Regions from separate parts of the Gossypium hirsutum genome. Here region 2 is linked to region 1. A link is a contact called in public Hi-C data. All regions are on one chromosome and are shown on one strand. Each heading gives the region's core, a stretch centred on a gene start, on an enhancer-like site or on the middle of the called end of the contact. The rest is flanking DNA. Distances are from core to core; before and after follow the strand shown. Region 1 holds the start of LOC107920344 (protein EXECUTER 1, chloroplastic). Region 2 holds the start of LOC107920605 (pentatricopeptide repeat-containing protein At5g09450, mitochondrial).

Region 1 (7,616 bases), core at 4,232-6,731:
CAAGCCTTTCAGCATTTCAACTCCACTTATAGTAATAGTAGAATTTACAGCAACTCAAAGCTATAACTATGGCTGGCTACGATGATTCAGATAGGGCTCTAAATTTGGGTATTTGATGCAAACTTACTACATAGGAAAGGAATTTTCAAGAACCTAGGCTGCTCAAATACCTTTCTTTTTGTTGTTGCTGAATCTGGAGAAACTCCAATGGTGTCCATATGTATCCCAAAATCTCTGCCATTCTTTTTGCTGCTATACTATAGGGTGACAAATATCATGTTGAACTGCAAAACATACAAACAAAGAAGGAAGCTTTCAATGTCAAATATTACGAAATCTAACATATGCAAGCAATGAATTTTAGACACACACACACACACAGAGGCAGAAGAACAGAAAGATCCCACACGGATTACTCTTTATACAAATTGATACCAAATTACCAACCTTACTAATAACGATTACTTTACAAAGAAGCACACAAATCAAGTTTTGTTTAGGGTCGGATCATTTAATGCAGACAATATCATTCATGTAGTCACACACCCATTGATACATAAATAAGATGTTTATACATGTATGTATAATGAAAGTTACACACACGTTACTTCATGCTACAATAATCTCTTATCTTGTAAAGACTAACTATACCCATGGTAGCAAAATCAGATATTTGCATAAGCACCATGAGCTGTACACAGAAAATAGTTCGGAAAATATCCCACCTGATCGCTGACTATTTTGATGCCTAAATCTATGTTACACGGATTCGAGTGTGAGTGCTGAATACGGGTATGTATCTGCCACGGGTATGGTTAGTCTTTTCTGAGTTTTTCCACATATTTAGAGGACCCATGAGGTCATATCACCATATCCGTGTGTCAGACACCAAGTGCTATACATGGGTACTTCAAGAAAATGAAGAGTCCGAGCAACATAGGCCTAAATGAAGACTAGGCCAATAAGGTACTAGAGCATTTAGGAAAACTATTGCGATGAAAGCATAAACATGCTCGATTATTATGTACATTTAGATATATTTCTTACATCTACTTTACGGTGATGAAGTGCTTACCCCAAGCTATCCGAACCAAATAATAAACATGCTCGATTATTATGTACAGCCAACTATGGTTGAAGTCTTAGTCGATTGAAGAACACCAAGAAGTGATATTCAGGAGCCCAGTATACAAATCCGACAACAGGCCCTCCTTTGATGTACTGTTTGAATTAGCCATTTAGAAAATTGAATAATTAGTATCTATTTGAGTTTTAAAGACATTGAACCAAAAACATTATCAGACAAAAGAGATAAACCTTCCCATCAAGAATGACAAGTTCACCATCAACCCATCGTGGATTTCGAAAGCCTGGCTCAGCAAGCCTCCCTTGTCCTTTATATCGAGCAACCTGAGTTGCAAAAAAGAACACAAAATCTCCTTAACGTTTGAAGAAGGTACGAAAAGGAAAAGTTCAAACAAATACGAGCTAAGAATGTAAGCTAAAATGCACCACTCCAAATTCTTCAGGAATTATTCCTTTATGTGGGAGCTGATATCTTTTACCAACTCTGGCTCGAAATGCCACCTGTAGAAATTCCAAGGTATAGTATAAGGAGACTAACCAAATAAAGGTAGGTAATCATTCCAAAGAGGAACTATTAACTTAAAAACAAACAAGACATTCAGCTACATTTGAAATTTATAAATCATTCGGCACTGCAAAATTAATGGAATCCTACATTCAAGCTCAATTAAAGCTACCTCTATTCATAACAGAAAGTTAAATTAAATGATGAAATCACCTGGCCTGCTGGCACATAAGGATCCCCGGTTAGTTTTTCAGCTTCCACATATTCATAAAATTCAAGATCTGAAGGCTCCTTAGTCCCACTATCCCCTTGCCACTGGCCAAATTTGCGTCTAAGATGAATGACTTCAGAAGTGTAAAGCCCATGCGCACCGACATATAGTCCTGATCAAACCAACATAATGTAAATACAATATTCTACGATAGTTGATAGGCATGAATAACCATCATGGCAAAACAATAGAGGACAATGTAAAATAGTGTAAACAAAACGAGAGAATAAATTATCATTTCATCAAAATATCAAGAAGCAGAACAGATGGTGTTAGAAATCACCGTTTAGAGGATCTGGTGATGCTGCAGTTTCAATGCGATGGAAAGTTGTTGATCCAGATAGTGGTTGATGATTTTGAGCTTGATTGAGAGTGAGATTTATTAATTCGCCAACATCTTTCAGCACCTGCATTGTGGAAATCAGTTAGCAAACCAAGCATTATAGCGTAGAAACTTAAAACGGGAAATGATCTGTAAAACTCAATCTACAAAATTTATTCATCGTGTTTATTTAATATGAACCCACCTTCAAAGGTATCTTGTCTCTGCCACTGCCAATAAATTTAGCAAGATCAAACATTATGTTATCTACGCTACGTTGGCTTTGAGCCTTTGGTTTCCTATCCGTCGAACCCTTTGTCTTGAGACTAGAAACTTGTTGGTTTACGTCTTCTTCTATAGAAAATGAAAATGTTAGTTGCCCCTTTTTCACTAGCTTAGCAGGCACTCTAACTGAGTCCAATGCAGGTACACTGCCAGAAAGTTTTTCTACAAGACCACCAACGACAACTTTAACTGCAATTTCACCTCGCTTATCACTATCAATAAACCCACTATCAACATCCATCTCAAACTGATCTCTCTCATGGTCATTTTCACTCTTAAGTTCATCATCCAATTCTATACTTTCCACCTCAGCATCTTTATCTTCGTCGTCTTCATCAATGATCTGCTCAATCACCTTAGATATAAAATCTTGGTCCACTTTCCCGGGTGCACTGACTTTCAAGACCTTGACCTTCACCCCAGGAATCATATCTTGCAGTAAATTCTGAAAACTAGTTAGTCCCTCACCCACATCAGATCCATCTTCTGCAACATCATCATCATCATCATCATCTTCATAATCACCATCTTCATCATCTTCTGTACTCACAACAACAAGATTACTTTTGTCTTCACTGGTGACTGATGGAACCCTGCGACTTGTGGCTCCTGATGTTTTAGAAGACACCTTTGAAGGATCTGGGAAAACCCTTCTCTTTTTCAAGTACACTGCCTGAAAAACACCAAATAAGGCTGCATTCGTGAAACATTAAATGCTACTACAAATGGAATACAAAACTACAAATACTAAGCAGGATGTCTGGTACACACAGATATACAAGTGTCCATGTGTATGAATGTGTATATACACCCCGATGGCTTACTGCGCCTCACTGAATCAAACACATATATAACAAGCAATACACCAAAATCATTGGACATATCAACTGATGACAAACTTTCATCAAAGCTAGATATAAGACTTGATTTACTGTCATTATACTCCAACAAAGGATCATGAAGAGACACACACACACACACACTAAAAAGCCAGTTTGAGAATTATCATCATTAGAACCATGAACACAAATATAGAAGGTGACATCCCAAAGTGACCTACAGTAAGCCAGTTTTTCTGTTAATTTAACAGAAAATGCTGCTGTATAAGTAACTTTAACTCAAACATCAGAAAATTATGCAGCAATCCAGAAAGAATGGGAATAAAAGATACCTGCTGTTTGTATTCACCTTTCTTGTTTACAGTAAGAAAGATCTCAAATAAGGGCATACCAGCCGATGCAGTAGTGAGTTGCCTGAAAGGAAAGCATCAGTCTAACAAGAACTCAGAAACATTCATTTAAATTAGAAATCAGTAAGCATGAGAAAGAAGTATAAGAAAACAGGAGCCAATGCCAAATAACTAAAAAAGAAATGCCCCGTACTTTAACTGTATATTTGATATTAGTAGAGCATATACATGTGTGCTCAAACATAGAAATGATCTATACATACATATAAACATGAAAGATTGGAGTGATTACCTAGGACTAAAACTCCTAGCGACATATCTGCCATGCTCGGCAGTTATACGTATAATTAGACCGTGAGGATCTTTGGTATCATCGGATAGACCAGCCCACCATCCAACCTGGAACCCAAGACCATAAAACCAAACAACATTTACTTAAAACCGCTATAAAGGAACCATTTTTTTCTTCAAAATAAAATTAAAACTTACCAACCCAGTACCGGCAGTGTCTCGTAAAAATGCTGCATCCTTGAAACGTTCTTCCACTACTGCTTTCTGAAATGACAATAAATCAGGTCAGCACTCAGCAAGAACAATGGAAATTCCTTCCGTTTTCCCCCTTAAAAAAATTAAATAAATGAAATTTAATTCATACATTAAAATGGGACATGGTTCTGCCAACAGTGTCATTTGTAGAAGCAGCTGCAATTGCAACTTTTAACCTAGCAGCATCCTCATAATCTTCTTTACATACAGCTTCATATAACTGTGCCTGTTAAAAGGTCAAAAAAGCTTGTAATCAAAGACATTCCATCAATTTTCAAGGTTTTCCCATTTTACAATCATAATCGATCATTACAAACATTGAACTGAATACCTAATTGAACTTGTTCTAACTAATTAAGTGGGGCTCGAACATGAGATTTCAAAATTCCGGCCTCAAACTTACCATTTAACAAGACTTTTTCAAGCTTATTATTTTTTTTTTCAAAAAAAAAAACAGCAAAAAAGAAGCATAGATTCATAAAGACCTTCAAAAGGGACAGGAGCCGTTCTTGTTCATCGACTTGTTCGAAGTGCTTTTTCCATTGATCCCAATCCCAACCTCCCTCTTCGTCTCGTCGCCGCCGTCGGTTCTCAGAAACGCCGCCGGTTTCCGCGGGGTGTTTACGGAAAGGGTTCAAGTACGAATCGAATCGTTTGACGGCACTCTTGATAACGTCTACAACGGCGGAGTCCCACCTCCAGCTAACGGAATTGTTGTCGGAAGAGTTATCGGAGCAGCGGCACAGAGTGGAATCGGGGAACCTCGCCGGCGGGTAATAAAACGATCTTTTAAAAGACGGAAACTGATGGCTCGGGAATGTGAGATTACCAGGTGAAGGAGTTGGGATTGAAGCCATATCTTTATCTTTGCTTTCGTACTAAAATTTCTTCTTCGTTTCTTTCAGGGAAGGAGGGGAAGAAAATTCAGTTATAATTTTCCCAGAAAAGGATGAATTTGAATAGAGTGGGAAAGGAAGAAATTTGGGGTTTGGGTATTTGATTTGTGAAAAGAAGAGAAAAAGAGGTGGCGGAAGCGGCAGTGGTGAGGGTGGCGACTGGTGGTGGTGAGCGTAGAGAGAGTATGCAATTTAGAGATAAAGCAAGTTTTGGTTGCGTTACGTACTTTAACACTTCTGGTAAAAATACTACTATTACCATACCACTTCTGGTATTTATATTAAAAAATATAATTTATGGCTTAGGATTTTTTTTCGCTGAAAAGGGCAAAGACAGAAAAAGAAAAACAGTGAGTGAAGAGTGGAGACATAAACAGAAGACATGTTGGAGGTAATCTCCAAGTAATATTTATATCTAATATCATTTGCTTATATTTTCTGTCAAATTCTAGTTTTAGTCCCTGTATTGTTTTCAACTTCTAATTTGTACGCTTAACTCCTAAATTGGTACCTAAATTATTTTTTTCATCTTGGTGCCTAATTTTTTTTGTTACATGTGGTATCTGAACTATATTTTTTCTCAAGTTGAAACTTATGTTAGTCAAATCGTTAAGTCTATTTTTTTTAAAAAGTTTAACCTACAAATTGGTACGTAAACTATGTTTTTTTTTCTCATTTTGGTACCTAAATATTTTTTAGTCATAAGTGGTACCTAAAGTACCTTTGTTTCCCAAGTTGATACCTCTGCTAGTTTAAAAAAGACAAATATTAGTTTCTCTTATGTATTTATATTCTTTCTATTTTTAATTTTTTCTTTCTTCAAAATCAGACTGATGATTGAACCGATTAGGCCATCAGTTCTCGATTTGATCAATTCATTTGGTTCGATCAAATAAATTATTAAAAAATCATAAAAAAATTTAAAAATAAAGAAATAGGTTCAACCGATTCGTATGGATTCAACCCTTATCTACGAATCAATATCTCAATTTGACTAGCTGATTTGGTCTGGTTCTGGAAACATTGGTTTTAATTGATGAAATAGCTTCTTCAATCCTAACAAGTCGAGCAAGCAGGCGGTGAAGTTCGAAAATAAAGTTAATCGCTAGTGTTTCGACCTCGGGATGGCAAATTTCAAGTATTGCTAGTATTACTAGATACTATAAAGGAACAAGAAAAAAAATAGAGAAAAAAAATAAAAAGAGAAATTATGTAAAAGAAATAAGGGAAATAAAAGAATTAAAAATGTTTTTTTAAGTTTATTGACTAATTTTTTTTAACGAATATAATATTTTGATGTAACATGGATAACAAAAGAATGGTTTAGGTACCACTTGTGACAAAAGAAAATGTTTAGGTACCAAAATGAAAAAAAAACATAGTTTAGATAACGTTTTGACTAACAGATGTACCATTGGGGAAACAAAGTAGTTTAGATATCACTTGAGACAAAAAAAAAGTTTGGGTACAAACATGGAAAAAAGGGTATAGTTTAGTACCAATTTATATAGAACAATTTTAAAAGGTAAATTGCATCTAAGGTCACTAAACTATTAGTAAGTTTATGTTTTGGTCACTCATCTTTAAAATTTTACAAAATGGTCATTGAACGATTTGAGAGTTTTCATTCAAGTTACTAGGTTGTTAAAACCGCTATAGTATGGCCTACACCAATCTAAAGCTCTCAAGCTCTCTCTTCTACAATTCATTTTTTTCATGAAACTATTTTGAACGTTATAAATCTGCAAACTAAAATCCAAACAACTTTCTTCTGACTTTTGAGGCTAACTGTCATATCAACTTGGATCTAATGTATGCTCTTCTACTTATCGATAGGTACTGATTCACTATAACAACTGTTGAATTTTCACTTAGAGCTCACTAGCCAAATTAAAAAAAAAACTTATCAACACAGTAACTTAAATAAAAACTTTCAAATAGTTTAACAACTTAAATGAAAACTTTCGAATAGTTCTGTGATCATTTTGTAACTTTTTGAAGTTTAGTGACTACAACGTGAACTTATTAATAGTTTAACGGCATTGGATGTAGTTTAACCAATTTTAATATAAGTTTGAGCATGTACATAGTAAATTCAAACCAATACAAAGCTCAAATAGACAAAAAACCCAAAATATATCTGGACAAAATCTGTAACACCCCTAACCCATATCCGTCGCAGGAACAGAGTTACGGAGCATTATTGGAGTTTACAGAATAAATACAGTCAATTCATATCATTTACTATTCATATCCAAAATCAAATATATTCAATCATATTGTCCCTTAAATGGACCCTCGAGGCCCAATTTATGAGTTAGAAACAAGTTGGGACTAAATCGGGAATTCAGAGAATTTTTCATGAAATTTTAAAAATTTTCTTAGATGCAGGGGACACATGCCCGTGTGGCTAGGCCGTGTGGCTCACATGGCCAAGTGACACGCCCGTGTCCCAGGCCATATGGGCATTCGATGTGAGACACACGACCGTGTCCCAGCCCGTGTCCTTACCCATG
Region 2 (7,271 bases), core at 4,631-7,130, 220 kb after region 1:
GAAAATGAATCAAATTTGAAATGATTTGAATCAAACAAGTGATAAGTTATATAAGTAACATATTTTAATCTCATTCTTAATGCGTTTATAGATGATTAATTATGTAAATTAGTGAATTTGATGCTCCTAATCCTTTAAATTCATGTTTCTATACTTAGGAGAGCATTTGGGAGTGAAAGAAGCGAAAAATAAGCCAAAACCAGACAAACAGAGTTGTTTTCAGGAGCCACATGGCCTGGGCATTTCCACACGGGCAGGGCACTCATCCGTGTGTCCCACACGGGCTAGACACACGCCCATGTACCAGCCCGTGTCGATTTCGCACCCTGCTTCCGAAATACACAGAAAAACACAATTTTTAGGCTTTTTGAGAATTCTAAAGTCTATAAATACCAATTAGAAGAAGACATAAGGGGTTGATCAAGAAGATAGAAGAAAACACTGGAAGAATACCATCGAAATCAACTCGGAAGCAAATCTCCATCAAGATTGAAGATCTCCTTTTAATTTCTTTTGAAGTTTTATCGAGTTTTTTTATGTCTTGCGGTTATTCTGACTTTGAGATGTTTCCATTCAGGATTATGAACTAATTCCCTAGATACCTAGGGAGGATGATGAATCCTTTTATTTAATGTCTATTTTTACGCGATAAATACTTGAATCCTGTTCTCAATTATGTATGATTATTTCTTGTATTAATACTTTTTGGATATTAATTCATGTTTAATGTCCTTAATTCAATGGAGCAAAAGTCTGTTTAAAAGTAGATCTAGTATAATTGAGCGGAGTTGCATGCAATCCTAAAAATAGGACGACATAAATCTACCGGATTAGAGTCAAATCTAATAAGGGAATCCATAGATCGAGTTAATGCGACAATAGGGGTTTTAATTAGAAAGATATTTCAATTAATCAACCTAGAGTCAGTTGTTTTTACTCTCAAAAGAGATATTAACATAATTTAGGGATTTCTATGGATCAAAACACAAGTGAATAAATCGTTTAATTCAGATTGATAATAATAGGTGAAGTCTAGGTGGATTCTTTCTTGGGTATTGTCTATCTCATTGGTTAATATTCGATTATTTCCTTGATTCATTCTCTGTTGCGTTCATAGTTAAATTAGTTTAGTAAATTAAGATTAAAACACATCACTCCAAATTGTGGGCTACATAATAGAAAAATGATAATTACCAATACTTTTAGTCCTCGTGGATACGATATTCTCTACTTACCATAGATATACTATTGTTCGATAGGTGCCTTTGCCTTTGTCGTATTTATAGTTAGTTTAGTGACCATCAAGTTTTTGGACCTTTGCCGAGGACAAAAATATTAAGAACACTTTATTTTTATTAATTTAGCCATTTTTATTTTATTTTTATAATTTTGTTTTTAGTTTAATTTTTACTTTCTAATTTTTATTTTATTTGCTTTAGTTTATGACTAAAAAAATTCATCGAAACCATTAGTGTTTGATAGTGAAATTGAAAGTACAACTCATAAAAACCATAGAGAAGCAAGGCAGATTACATGAGGTTAACCGAATTGACCTGATCCGGATTGATGCAAATTATCTCAATTGACAAGTATTATGTGGTTAATTTACACCATCAATATTTAAAATATTAGTACCGGAAACTTAACTAACTTGGAGACTTGTTAGAGACTTGTTGAAGTGTACTATTTGACATATATTATTAATTTAATTAAGAGGCTGACTTGATTACATGAGGTAGCTTGTATGCCAACCACATCTACTGCATTTCACCAATTTTAAACTCCAATGTCCCATGAGAAGATGAGCTACCAAAACCTTCGACATTGACCAAGTTTTCTCTTTTCCATCCATATATGATCAAATATTACCAACTACTCCAATGCATTTATAAACCCCAATATCATGTTTTGTTTTCCTCGCTCATAACTATTCAAATAAAGAACTTTGTTTCATCTACGTAATTTGTTTCAAAATCTCTCAACAAAAATGGGTTATTTCAATTGCATTGCTTTAGCATTCTTGATGGCTTTGTCGTTGCCAAGCATTAACGTTGGCCAAGCTGCTCGTCACCTTCAGCAGCTGCCTCCAATGCCAACTTTGCCTACAGCAACACTCCCACCATTTCCATTTATCCTTAATACCCCACAGCCAACCATACCAACAATGCCAAGGCCTGGGGCGCTTCCACCACTTCCTACCATGCCTGCTTTGCCCTCATTGCCAAGTGTACCAAGGGCCACACTGCCACCTCTGCCAAGCATGCCCTCAATCCCAACTGCTATTCCCTTTATTCCTTTCCTCTCTCCACCACCTTCTCCTTCTCCTTCTACTCCTTGAATACCCCTTTGTTTTTTATCTGCTGCATAATGGATTTGGTTTAATATGTTTTTGGTCGTCCTTGTCTGTTGATTTTGAGGATTGCTTTTTTCCTTTTTCCACCACATTTATTTGTTTGTATAAATGGGAGTTCCCCGATCCCATTATTTGTTCTACTTCGATATTTTATTGCTTATTATGGGATTATATATATATATGTTCTTTCTATGAAGTAATTAATTATTGTATCTATTGTTAAAAGATTAAATAAAATCCATTATATAAAAATCAAATTGGAGGCGAGTAAAAAAGAAAAAAAAATCTTTGCTGTCTCTAGGCTAGACCTGTCCATGGGCCGGGCCGGGTTTGGAAAATTTTTTGGCCCGCCTCCTAGGCCCGGGTCCGGCTCAAAATATGGGCCTGAAATTTTACTCAGGTCCGGCCCGAGAAAAATATCATAAGCCCGAGCCCGGCCTGGCCCAGCCCATTTTTAAAATAAACATAAAAAAATTATTTTAAAATAAAAAAATAAAAAAATTATTTTAAAAGTACTTTAAAATTAAAAAATAAAAAAAAAATATATATTTATTATATTCGGGCCGGCCCGGGCCAAAAAAGTAGTGCCCGAGGCCCGGCCCATTTTTTAAACGGGCCTTATTTTTTGCCCAAACTCATATTTCGGGTCTATAGTTTTGCTCGAACCCTCCCATATTTTAGGCGGGCCGTCGGGTTTGGCCGGGCCGCCCGACCCATGGACAGGTCTACTCTAGAGTCTAGATGAGTGTTCATGGTGAGAGTGTTTTTTTTCCTAAAAACAATTGCCAATCAAAATTTCTTTTATCGATAACAACAATTTACAAAAGGAGATTTGAAAGGTCCCAAGCAGAGCACTTACACACAAAGATAATTCAAGCATAAAAAAACCATAATCAGGGGATCTCCAGAAGATTAAGAAATTATTTTATGCAACCATCCATTACGTTATTACATTATTTATGGTTCTCATTAATAAAAATTATTTGTCCTACCCTTTTTCCTTATATTCTTTATATTCATCGTAAAATAAAAATTTAGTCTTTATACTTTTACTTTAATTTTTTTTTTTAGATTTCAAAATTTAGGTTAAGTTTTGACATTGTTAGTTACATTGCTGACCGCTTCCGGACGTACTAATATTTAGAGTGTAAATACTGCAACTAAATATATGAAATTGAGGCGGTATCCACAAGTATATGGATCAGATTATAATATAATTTTACAACAAAATAAGTAAGTACTCTGAGGATCGATCGTACCTAAAGGAGACGAGTACTAGATTAAAGTTAACTTAAATGTAAATAGAAGTAATTAGTAGTTTAAATAAATTATATTACAATAAAACATAAATGAAGGATTTTGGGGGTTTTATACATAAAGAAATAAAAACTGCATAAATAAAAAGGACTTCGGAGAACTAATTTCTAAACTTAATCAAATGTAGACATGGGTGATTAGCTCGTTTCGATGATCATAACAAATTCCTATTTCAGGTTTCTATTCAATCAACTAGTCATTACCTTAGCAAGATCTCTCAATATTCCACTAAACTAACGAGTCGGCTAGAACTAGTTATCTCTCGACCTCAAGTCCAGACCGGTTCGGGGCTAAGGTGTTTACGAATAGACCATACCAATTTTGGGTTAATTCCCACCTAAATGGCTTCCTAGGGTCGTCAAGCCTATGGGTTAAGTTATTCCTCTCCTAAACAGTTGATCCACTAAGAAAATCTTACATAACAATTAGTCAATCACACTTCCATTTGCTAATCCCACATATGAGGATTAGTTCCTCACAGAATACATAAACATAATAAACTTGATAATAAATATTTGCATAAAAAACAAATCAATAATAAAGTTTAGAGAATCCTAATTGTATTTTATTAATGAAGTGCAGAGATCCTTAAACGTTTGATCGTATTTACAAATCAAGTCCTCCGAAGAACACAAATGAAAATAATTGGAAAAGAAATCTAAAGCCTAAAAGAAAAGAAAAACTAAAAACTAAATTATAGGGAAAAACTTATAATATGAAAACTGTCTCTAAACAAGTTTCTAATGAGCCTATTTATAGAATTAGGGTTGGTCGTCATCCTTAACCTGGGTTAGCTGACGTTTTCGTATTAATTTTCATTGTGCAGACCAAAATTCCCTTCGTATTAATATGAAAATCATTGAAACTTTGTTGTTACAACAAGCATACGTGCTGCAGCATGTTTACAAGCTGCATGCTCTTCAACAAAAAAATTATCACAGAGCATAGTTGGCCAATTTTCAATATCGACACATAAGGAAACGAGTGTAGATGATTCCTTGGAAGTAGTGAAAAGCTTGATGAAATGATCTTGCACTAAGTTCTCTATATCTCTTCTTTTAGTTATCCACTTTCCATTAACATCAAAAAGCCCCATGATTTTATTACAATTTATTCATTTCATTGCTTGTTGCACGTTTGTGAGCAATTAGGAAAATATTTCTTGCATCTTGCTTCCTTATTATGTGTATTGTTTTCTTCTTTTGCTGCTGATAAAACGCCAACCATCGATCTTAACTTGCCTCGTTTTCCAAACTCAAATATTCAATTTCTTTTATTTGAAATCTCCTTTGTGGATATAGAAAAAGCAACTTGGTTCCTCAAACCTTTTAAAGCCCCAAGTCCAAACTACACCCATTTTCTATCAACACCTTTGGTCTGAAGTGAAGTAGAAAATCATCTCGACGGTTTCTAAGATTTCTATGACTTTCCTAAATGTCGTTGTTCCCACTACCTTTAATGAGACATTGGTCGCTCTTATTCCCAAATCCAAAGAGGCAACCTCTTTTTCACAATTCCGCCTGATTACTCTAGGTAATACGATCTACAAGATTATCACATAAGTCATGGTTATGAAACTAAGGCCCCTTTTATATAGGATAATTTCTCCATTTCAGGGTAGTTTTGTTCCTGGAAGGCACTCCTCGAATAATGTCACTATTGTCTAAAAGATTATGCACTTGCTCAAAAAGATGAAAGGGAAAAATTGTGCTATGGTCATTAAGTTGGATCTTGAAAAAGTGTGTAATAAGCTGGAATGGAGTTTTCTCTTCTTTTTTGGTTTTTCGATTTTTTGGATAAATTTAATCATGAATGAAAAATAAATAAAAGCTTAGTTTAATATTGCTTCTCAAAAGCACTTTTGAGCTTAAAAGCATCTTATTTAGCAATATTTTTTTTATGTTAAAAGTGCTTTTTATACTAAAAGTGCTTTTTAGAAGTGATACTAAATTAGTCTGGAATAAAAATCACCAAAAAAGAAAGTCTAAATTTTGAGTTGACCATAAAATTCTTTTTGAAAAATTTTATAATATGATTCAATAAAAAAAACTGAAATATGTTTTTCTTAAGAATTTTGGTTTTGATTGTTTTTCCTGATTCTCATGTTAAAGTTAAGAGAGAGAAATTATTTTGTAGAGGAATTAATTTGTTCAATTTTGAAATTGATAATGTATATATATACACAAAGGTATAATTCAGCTGTCTAAGCTAGTCAGTGACCCGTTTAAGGCTGCGTACTGATCCGACCCGACCCATATGGACATGTTTATTAACTAAACACCCCTGCAGTAATCCTGGAGAATTCCTAAAAGGAACAAGTGGGGAAGAGAAGCTTAAGCTAAAAGAGCTCTTTATCAATTTCCATGGCGTCGCGTTCCCTCTTTCTTAGTCTCAGACGGTAACTATCTTCATTCTCATAAATTTCCATTTCAAAGAATTTGTTTTTTTTAAAAAGATAATTTTATTAAACTGGATCAAATACAATTCTTATTAGCTGTTGTTAAGTTAAAATCTTTTCATTTCTCAAACATCAATTTTCCCAAACTGTAAAATACATATATGTGTGTGTGTGCAGGAGAAGCAGCCAACGGTGCATGTCGAGGCTGTTGTCTTCGGGCTCCGTCAGCACCGAATACACGGACGATTATATAAATAATTCGGAAACCGATGATCTGAGAAGCCGCATTTTCCGGTTGCGCCTCCCGAAACGGAGCGCCACCACCGTTATAGAGAAATGGGTGGGTGAGGGCAACCGGGTTTCCTTCTCTGACCTCCGCCAAATTTCTAAAGACCTTAGAAAATCTCAGCGTTTCAAGCATGCTCTCGAGGTATATTTTTACTCAGTAATTGAAGTCAATTAGAATGAAATTAAGATTTGGGTGTTGTTGGGTTGGTTTGATTTGCCTAAAGAATCTAGAAATGCTTGCTTAGTTTAATAATCCTTGATGAAACTTTCCATCACTTTTGCGGCTTCAGAAAAATAATGCTTGAATCCTTAGATTTGATTAACCTTGATTGGGTCAATTGGATTCATAGCAATTAGACTTGTCAACTTGACCCGAATCCTACTCAATCAACTTGGAATCAAACTCAACCCAACTTAATTTGATCATAAGAAGTTTACAACCCAAACCTGAAAGGATCTGATTCCAAAACTGGCACGAACCTGAATGAACCGAACTCAAAATGACTCAAACCAATAACCCGGCCTAAAAACCTTGGCCTCCAACCTGAAAGATCCAATGGATCTTAACCCAAGGTTTACCTGAACCAATATTACGCAAAAATTTTAAAAACTTGAATTGACTCAATTTAAATTGACTTGATTCAAAATCAACTTGGCTTGCCCAATTGACATGTCTGATAGTAATCCATTGCTTAGGGGAATGGTCTGATTTGTTGCAAATGTTAAACAAATAATTAAAGAGATAATATGTGTGTGTGTGTGTGTGTGTGTATTTGTCAACAAATAGAGAATATCTTAGTATGTATGTTAGGTTAATCTTTTGTCTACAGAAGATTTTTGCAACACATTAGGGTTTGCCATTTGATTAGCTTGGATGTAGGGTGTAAATGAGACAGTGTTGTTATCAAACTATTC

The links. Hi-C and Micro-C count contacts between places; a contact is called where the count stands out from the background.
Region 2: a Hi-C map of leaf shows a contact between it and region 1, with 1.7 times the contacts expected there. The contact joins the promoter of LOC107920605 here to the promoter of LOC107920344 in region 1. A contact is called at or near these places in 2 of 34 Hi-C or Micro-C datasets (both in leaf).

The regions. Positions count from the first base shown.
Region 1 is chrD13:6,303,516-6,311,131 of Gossypium_hirsutum_v2.1, forward strand. LOC107920344 (protein EXECUTER 1, chloroplastic) reads right to left here and starts at 5,482. Exons shown (of 12, transcript XM_016850009.2): 1 at 4,690-5,482; 2 at 4,314-4,430; 3 at 4,148-4,213; 4 at 3,951-4,057; 5 at 3,641-3,722; 6 at 2,390-3,142; 7 at 2,146-2,269; 8 at 1,805-1,974; 9 at 1,513-1,587; 10 at 1,318-1,410; 11 at 1,076-1,221; 12 at 1-284. The coding sequence starts at 5,061. The coding sequence ends at 1,129.
Region 2 is chrD13:6,527,321-6,534,591 of Gossypium_hirsutum_v2.1, forward strand. LOC107920605 (pentatricopeptide repeat-containing protein At5g09450, mitochondrial) reads left to right here and starts at 5,881. Exons shown (of 3, transcript XM_016850399.2): 1 at 5,881-6,068; 2 at 6,246-6,498. The coding sequence starts at 6,034. LOC107919677 (vegetative cell wall protein gp1) reads left to right here and starts at 1,988. Exons shown (of 1, transcript XM_016849080.2): 1 at 1,988-2,338. The coding sequence starts at 1,988. The coding sequence ends at 2,338.